2 separate regions of the Sus scrofa genome follow, and region 1 is linked to region 2. Evidence: chromatin contacts called from public Hi-C data. All regions are on one chromosome and are shown on one strand. Each heading gives the region's core, a stretch centred on a gene start, on an enhancer-like site or on the middle of the called end of the contact. The rest is flanking DNA. Distances are from core to core; before and after follow the strand shown.

What was found. Hi-C and Micro-C count contacts between places; a contact is called where the count stands out from the background.
Region 1: a Hi-C map of omental adipose tissue shows a contact between it and region 2, with 2.1 times the contacts expected there. The contact joins two enhancer-like sites. A contact is called at or near these places in 4 of 47 Hi-C or Micro-C datasets (embryonic fibroblasts, mesenteric adipose tissue, omental adipose tissue and 1 more).

What each region holds. Positions count from the first base shown.
Region 1 is chr6:87,328,960-87,332,754 of Sscrofa11.1, reverse strand. No RefSeq gene overlaps it. Among named protein-coding and RNA genes, the nearest start is that of MATN1, 21 kb to the left of the region's middle. Within about 2 kb of position 2,249, at least 9 of the 83 cell types and tissues checked have an H3K27ac peak or open chromatin away from gene starts, as enhancers often do. A contact at or near this core is called in omental adipose tissue, where this site is marked.
Region 2 is chr6:86,148,706-86,152,484 of Sscrofa11.1, reverse strand. All of the region lies in intron 1 of PTPRU (receptor-type tyrosine-protein phosphatase U), which reads right to left. Among named protein-coding and RNA genes, the nearest start is that of PTPRU, 13 kb to the right of the region's middle. Within about 2 kb of position 1,799, at least 5 of the 83 cell types and tissues checked have an H3K27ac peak or open chromatin away from gene starts, as enhancers often do. A contact at or near this core is called in omental adipose tissue, where this site is marked.

The DNA of each region.
Region 1 (3,795 bases), core at 1,000-3,499, 1.2 Mb before region 2:
GGATCCTGGGAGTAGATCTCCACCCAAAGGCCCCGTGTGACCGTGGCAAGTCCTCTACTGCCTGGACCCTCATTTCATGGGTGGCATCTTGGGCTGTGCCAGGCATGTAGAGGGGACGTCAACCCTGGGACTGAACCTGGAACTGTAGCACCCTAACAGCTCCAACACATTTGGCCCGAGTGGGTGTGACTCTGCTCAGATGTGCCCCAGAACAAGCTCAGCTCTGCTTCCCGGGCCTTGATGGACACGCAGACAGAGTGAATGTGGGAAGCATGAGGGCATCTGGGCCGCACAGAACATCCTAGCTCCCTCGGTTCCCTCGCTTCTTAGTGGTAGTAAAAAAAGTAATTTATACCGCGTTCCCTGCTGGTCTAAAAATTCAGCACTTCCACCGGCAGCTCAGGTTCAGTCCCTGGTCTGGAAACTGAGATCTCACATCAAACTGCTGCATGTTGTGGCCAAAAGAAAAAAAAAAGTGATTTATGGTATATTAAAGTATAAAGAGTAGATGATTATACTTAAACTTGTGCTTAATAGATGTTCTACTTTATGACATATAAATTAAAAGAAGAAATACTATAATCATGCAAATAATAAATATTAAGATAAAATATAAACATATTATTATATAAATAGTAATTTATGTATATAAATAGTAATGTATATATAAATAGTAATTATAAATAGTATTTATATAAAAATAGTAATTTATACATAGTAGTTATATATAAATAATAATTTATATTATAGTAATCTTTATATATATGTAGTAATTTATAAATATAGACCTGTGAACAACTAACATATCCGTGCCCACTCCGAGCTAAGCCTTGTGCTAAGAGTCTAACCTCGTTTATTCCTCTGAACCATTTGGGGAGCTAGGACTCTCCCCATTGCACAGGTTGGGTAAAGTGAGGCTCAGAGAGCAGAAGGGACTTGCAGAGGCAAGTAGAGGCTCTGGGATTTGAACCCAGGCTTGTCTGCCCCACGTGGTCGCTGTCTTCCTTCCTCCAGGAGGAAACCCCTTCACAGGTTGGGGTCCCGGCCCCACTGATTCTGTGTCTGGGCCCTGTCCCGCATGGCCACATCCCCTTCTGGACTCCTTGCCGGGTCCTGCAGCCTCACTCCCACCTGGAGGCCTCTGTGCCCACCGCCTCCCTCCGCCCTGGCTGCCATGGTTGGCACAGCTGCTGCCTGGGCGTGTGGCCACACTGGGGAAGGATTTTTCCCTTTTCTTAGTATCAGATTTTCCCTTGCAGTTTCCCGCTTTCATTCCTGGCAGGAGCCCGTGGCCCGGGGCCAGCAGTCCCTCCCAGCCTCACTTCTGTCTCTAGTGCAGAGCCAGGAATTTTGCCCCAAGCTGGGGCTTCTTCCAGGAGCCACGACTGGGGGAGGGGACGTTGTCAGCAATGCCATTGGCATTCCCATGGGGACATCACAGACTTTTGGTCCCTTACCCCCCAGGGGAGGTCTTCCCTCCTGGAGCCTGTGATGAGCTGGGCCCCCTCCAGCTGCCATGGTATTTCCCTGTGCCAGCAGATGCGGGTGGGGAGGAGGAAAAAGAAACTGCCCCAGGCTGCGCTGGATTGGGAGAGGCCAGGCTGTGTCCACTCACTCAGATGCCATTTCCTCTACCCCCCTGCCCCCGCCTCCCTGCCCCTCCAGCAGCAGCTCTGGAGTCTCCCAGGGTGAGGGGGTCTGAGAGGTGACTACGGGTGGTACATGGACAAACACTCATATTTTATATTTTACCAGTCATGTGTTTATTTAAAATGGTATCAGAGAAAAATCCTAAGCAATTAAGGCATTAACCCCCTGATTTCACGGATGTTATTGCTCAGGGTGAGGCAAATTGAAAGAAGGAGGCCATTTCAAGTCCATTTAAAGGGACTGATTGAATCAAAATCAATGTTGTGTAAGTGGTGGGTGGAGGCGGCAAACGCGCAGGGGGGTCAGAGAAGCTGCCGGAGCTCGGGAGACACTGAGGGGGCCCGTGAGTGAGCTCTGGGGCCTCCCCTGGATCCGGAGGGGGACCTGCACCTCGTGAGCCTGTTTCATCCTCTGTAACGTGGGGTGAGTAGTGGCAGCTGGTCTAACGGGGTTTAGACAGGGTGAGGAAGGGGAGGGCTGGCCCAGAGCCGTGGTGGCAGTGGTGGCATTAGCAGTAGTATTAGTATCACTGTATCATCAGGAGCTTATTCTGGGTCAGGTGACCTGTGTCTCTCAGCTTCTGGAGAGCTTGTCTCCCAGTTCTTGGCATAGCCCCATGAGGGGGGCCCATCTCACATTCACTGCTCTGGGCCAGTTCAGCCACCTGCTGGGCACTGACGCAGCCTCTTGGCGCCCCCATATCCTTAACTGTAGACTGAAACCAAGAGACCCACCACACAAGAGGTGTAGCTCAGAGGAGCAACCAAAAAGGCAGGTCAAGTCCCCAGAACAGTCAAGCTTCATCCTGGGTGAGGTTCCATCGTCCTGTGGGGTGAAGACCTGCTGGTCAGGCAGGGACAGTTTGGTGTAATTTGGGGCAGGTGTAGTTTGAACCAGCTCTGTTGTTCTTGACATGCTCATCTATCCATCCATCCATCCATCCATCCATCCATCCATCCACCTACCATCTATCCTCATCTGTCCATCCATCCATCCATCATTCACCCATTCACCATCTATCCTCATCTATTCATCCATCCATCTATTTATCCATCCATCCACCATCCATGTATCATTGGTCTATCTATCATCCATCTATCCACCATCTATACTCATCTATTCATCCATCCATCCAGTAAGTGGTTTGGGGGCAGCAGGGGCCATGCCAGGGGGTTGGGATGTTATCTGAGTGTGACAGTTGCTATGCAGGGTGTGAGCAGGGGAGGGACATGAGCAGATTTGGGCCGCCAAGTGGGTGTGGATAGGGCTGAGGGTGGGAAGAAGCCAGTCAGGAGGCGGTGGCTGCAGGCCGGAGGTGGCTCCTGGCTGAACCGACATGGAGGTCAGTGTGGCCTTGACAAGGGCAGTGTCACAGAGGCTGCATGGAGACTGAGGCAGGCACAGGAGTGTGTGTGTGGGTGACAGTCAGTGTGGATGACTGGTTTAGGAATTTGGGCCGTGAGGGGAAAGAGAGGGAGATAGCTGGTGGGGAAATAAGTTCAGGTTTATTTTTTGTTTGTTAGAAGGTGAGAGAGACTTGAATATAAATAAATATGAATCAGGTGTGAAGGGAAGGGGGTGATAGACCTAGAGAGAAATCAAGAAGTAGATACAGATAGATAAAGAGATGAAAGCTGCCCTTGCCTCTCCCCTTGGATTGAGGCGGTGAGTGGGAGGGCCTGGTCAGAGCAGGTCTGGGCTGGACAGCCAGCTGGAGGGGACACAGTCTCCATCTTGGAGGAGGAGGGCCTTTTGGGTGTCTGGGAGTTTGAATGTTTGGTGTCAGGAAATCTAGGGAGCTCCTGGGTTTTTTTTTTTTTTAATTTTTTTTTATTTTTTAGGGTCACACCTGCAGCATATGGAATTTCCCCAGGCTAGGGGTTGAATCGGAGCTGCAGCTGCTGGCCTACATCCCAGTCACAGCAACGCCAGATCCTGCGACCTACACCACAGCTCACAGCAATGCTGGGTCCTTGACCCACTGAGCAAGGCCAGGGGTTGAATCCGCATCCCAAGGCCAGGGGTTGAATCCGCATCCCAAGGCCAGGGGTTGAATCTGCATCCTCATGGATACTAGTTGGGTTTGTAACCTGCTGAGCTACAACAGGAACTCCCTGGAAGGTGCTTTCTAATATATGAATTTTC
Region 2 (3,779 bases), core at 550-3,049:
AAGTGGCCTTTTGCCCTCATAGCCGGTGACCTCACTTTTAGGCTCTGCCATTCCTTCTGCAGCAGGGACTTCTCCAGGCTGTCGCAGATCATGTGAAGCAGCATCTCCAAACGCATCAGCGCAGCCAGGCATAGAGGGACTCACCACTGTTGGCGGCGGAGGCGGGGGTGGGGGAAGGGGGTCTCCCTTTCCTCTTTGTAGACCCCATCAGAGTACAAAACGACAAAAGGTGGGCATGAGGCTGGCACCCAGTGTGGGGGACAATATAACAGAAGCCTCTCTCCAGGGCTAGGGCAGGATCTTGGCTGAGCTCTTTGCCTCTTTGTGTGAAGAGCCCTGGGCGGCATATGCCCCGTGGCCTGTGGGAGGTGGGATTTAACTCCATCTGTGTTGGCGAAGCCTCAGCTTCCCCTCTAGAAAATGATCCACAGCACAGCCCAGTAGGGATGATCAGGGAGGGCTTCCTGGAGGAGGGGACAGGTGACTTCATTCAGCCTGAGCTGAGTCTATGCCTAAGGGTCTTAGCCAAAGCCTCCCTGAAGCAGATGAACTGCCAGAAAGGGAATCCCAGGACTTAGAGTCCTGCTGAGTCCTTCTTGTTCCTTTGCAAGTAACAACGCGGTTGTCCCAGATGCCTCACCCCTGGCAGTGGGGCAAGCCTGGGAATGCCAGCTTCTTGGCTTCCTTCTGTCCATTCTGAGCCAGACCACATGAGCTGCCAGGACTCCCAGCCTGACTGACCTGGTCCAAGGGACTCCCAGACCATCAGACCTTAGCCATTGTAAGCCTCAGATGGCCTTATCCAGGTCAGTGAGCCCTAGACAGACTTGAGCCTGAGTGGCCCCATCGTCGTCCAGATGAACACTAGACCATCTGACTTCAGCCAGAATGACCACCAGACTGACCGACTGACCCCAGACCAGAGTACCATGGCCAGAGTGACCCCTGACCTCTGCCAAATAATTCCTACAACTGACCCCAGAGAGGGTGATCTCCTAGGCTAGCCATCACCATCCAGAGAACCCCTTGCAGAGGCAAAAAGTCCCCCTCTCCCTGGTCCATGTCCATCCCCAGCCCTGTGTCTCTGGGCCAGGTCCATTCCAGTGATAGCCTGGAATGGACATAACATCTCTGGGGCCAGGCTCTTCAGGGAGACTCCCACCCCGCTGCTCCCCAGCTCACTACGGTATGGAACAATCAGCCCTCCTGGATCCTGGGAAAAGCCCCATCACCTCCAGTCTCCATGGCTCAGGAGCTAGGAGTCCCAAAGACAAGTCGCCACTTCTGCTAGAGACCCAACTCCTGCCAGGGGCCACCAGCCCAGGGGGAAAAACAGATCAGACTCTGGGTTGAGGGCAAGAATGGGCTGAGAATTCCTCTCGACTCCATTGACACAGATACAGACACAGACGTCCACACAATCAACGTCACCACAAGAGAGCTGCCACTCACCACCACGATGCCCCATGCCACAGATCCCTCCTAGTAACTCATAAGGAGGGTGCTACCATGTTATTCCTATTTTATGGGTGGAAACCGAGGCACAGAGAGATAAGATGGCTTGTCCAAGACCGCATCTTAAGTCCCAAAAGCTGGAATTTAAATCACCGATCTGTATTCGAAGACACTAGGCACAAACAAAGCAAGGCTCTGCTATTCTGCTGGTCGCATGTGCCAATTCATTTCCATTCACAGGCCATTCGCTCACAGACAATACAAAGCAGGCCCCAGGCTGACATTAGTAGAGGCACATGGATGGTTAAGACTCAGCTCTGCCCACAAGGACCTCCTAATCCGAGTAGAGGTGAGGGAATGAGAGGCAGAGAAGGATCAGGGCCACAAGGGGAACCCTGGGGAGGAGGGTGGGTGCAGGGGGAAGGCTTTCTGGAGGTGGGTGCATCTGAGCAGAGCCTGGAAGGACGGGCACCATTCTGGCCAGCAGAGATGGGGAGAAGGGTATTTGGGGCAAAGGGAGGTAGTGAGTAAACACAGGGCGTCCTGGGCACAGAGGGAAGCCCCGACTGGCCTCAGCAATGGGAGATGAGACCAAAGGGAGGGAGGCTGAGGCCAGACCCTGGAGAGCCAAATGTCAGGAGGAGAAGTCCGGCCTCATTTTGAGTGTGGAAAGCACAATAGGTGTTTGAGCGCAGAAACACCTGGATTCAAATGAGAGAAGTGATACATCCTGTAAGCCATGAGGGGGGCAGGTGGCTTCCCCAGAGGGCACTGTAGGATCAGAAAGTGGGAGTCAGATGTCAGGAACTGGTGAGGAAGGGGCCTCAAGTCCCCAGATGACACACACTCCAATCACAGTGACAGAGATGCTCAACACACACAGACACACACACACTGAAATGTTCACACACAGTCTCTCCTCCTTCAGCCTCATTCAAGCCTTGGGGACACAGTCACAGCTGGCCTGGGGACAGGGAGAAAACCATTCCCCTCCCTGGGTATGCCATCTCTACCAGGGCCTCCCTGAGAGGGTGGGCTGAATCAACCCGGGACCCCCCAACAATTCCCCAGCCTCAGCTCAAACTGGCCCAGCTACATTCCTCAGCTAATCTCCCCAATCTGGCAGGCGGTTGCCTGAGCAACCGTCAGCCACAATTTGGGAAGGCAGGATGATGGTTTATCCACATCCGGCTGGGCTCTGGATGGGGTGATGCAAGGGGCAAAGCAACCTCTGCGGGAGGAGCCAGAGTGTGGGAGGGGGTCTCGCTGGTGTGGGGTTCTCTACCCCTCCACAGGCGTGTATTTGCACATGTGGATTGGGGGGTGGAGGGGCAGTGCACACATGCACACGTACATGGCTGTGAGAGTGATAGCCTGGCACTGCCTAGTGAGTACTCAACTGGGAGGCAGGAGGCCTAGATCTAATTCCTGCTGAGCCTCTAACTCCCTGTGTGACTTTGGGCAGGTGGCTTGCCCTCTCTGAAGCCCTACTTCCACCCCTTATGAAATGAGAATGGGGACCAAGGAGACTGCTAAGGCTGTTCCACCTCTAAAATTCTGATTCCATTTGTGCGAGCAGGCATGTGAGCAAGAGTAACTGGAGGGCAGAGGGAGAAACTATGCGGGAGAGGTATTTGAGCAGAGGTGTCTCAAAGTGTGGGTCCCCGGGTGGTGTGCTGTGAGGTTCTAGGTGTGTAGGTGCGTGTTTATGTGCAGAGATGTTTGGGGATCTTCAGCAATAAGCAGGTGCCTAAGGGGGAGGTGAGTGTGATCGGTGAGTGTCATGAATGTGTGTGTGTGTATGTGTGTGTGTGTGCACGCATGGGAGCACCAGACTTTCCTCTCCATTAGACAGGGAATGGTGTTCTGTGCCAACTGCAGCTGCCAGCCACGGTCAGTGTTTTCTGAAGACCCTAGGTAAACAGAGTCTGTTTGCAATGAGATTTTTGTTCCCTTTGATTTGTCAATAGAACATTCAGTTCCCAAAGGACAGCCCTAGGAGAAACAAAACTTCTCCCAACAGATTATAAATTTAGGGGCTGGAATCATACGCAACTTCTGGCACAGCCCCAACCCTGGTCTGGGGAACCCAAGCACAACCCCAAGAACAACGTTGGTCTATTTCATCATCTGAAACTACACCCCTTGTCTAGGTGGCCCAGCACAACTCTGGAAGACTCACCCTTGGACATTCTTGTCCAACCCAGCCCCACCTCTTGTTCTCCACCCCAATAACAGCTCCACCTCAAGCCAGTCTAACCTCTACCTCCCCCCTTCTTGAGGTCAGAGACTATCTCTTATGCCTTTGAACCCCATCCCCAAGC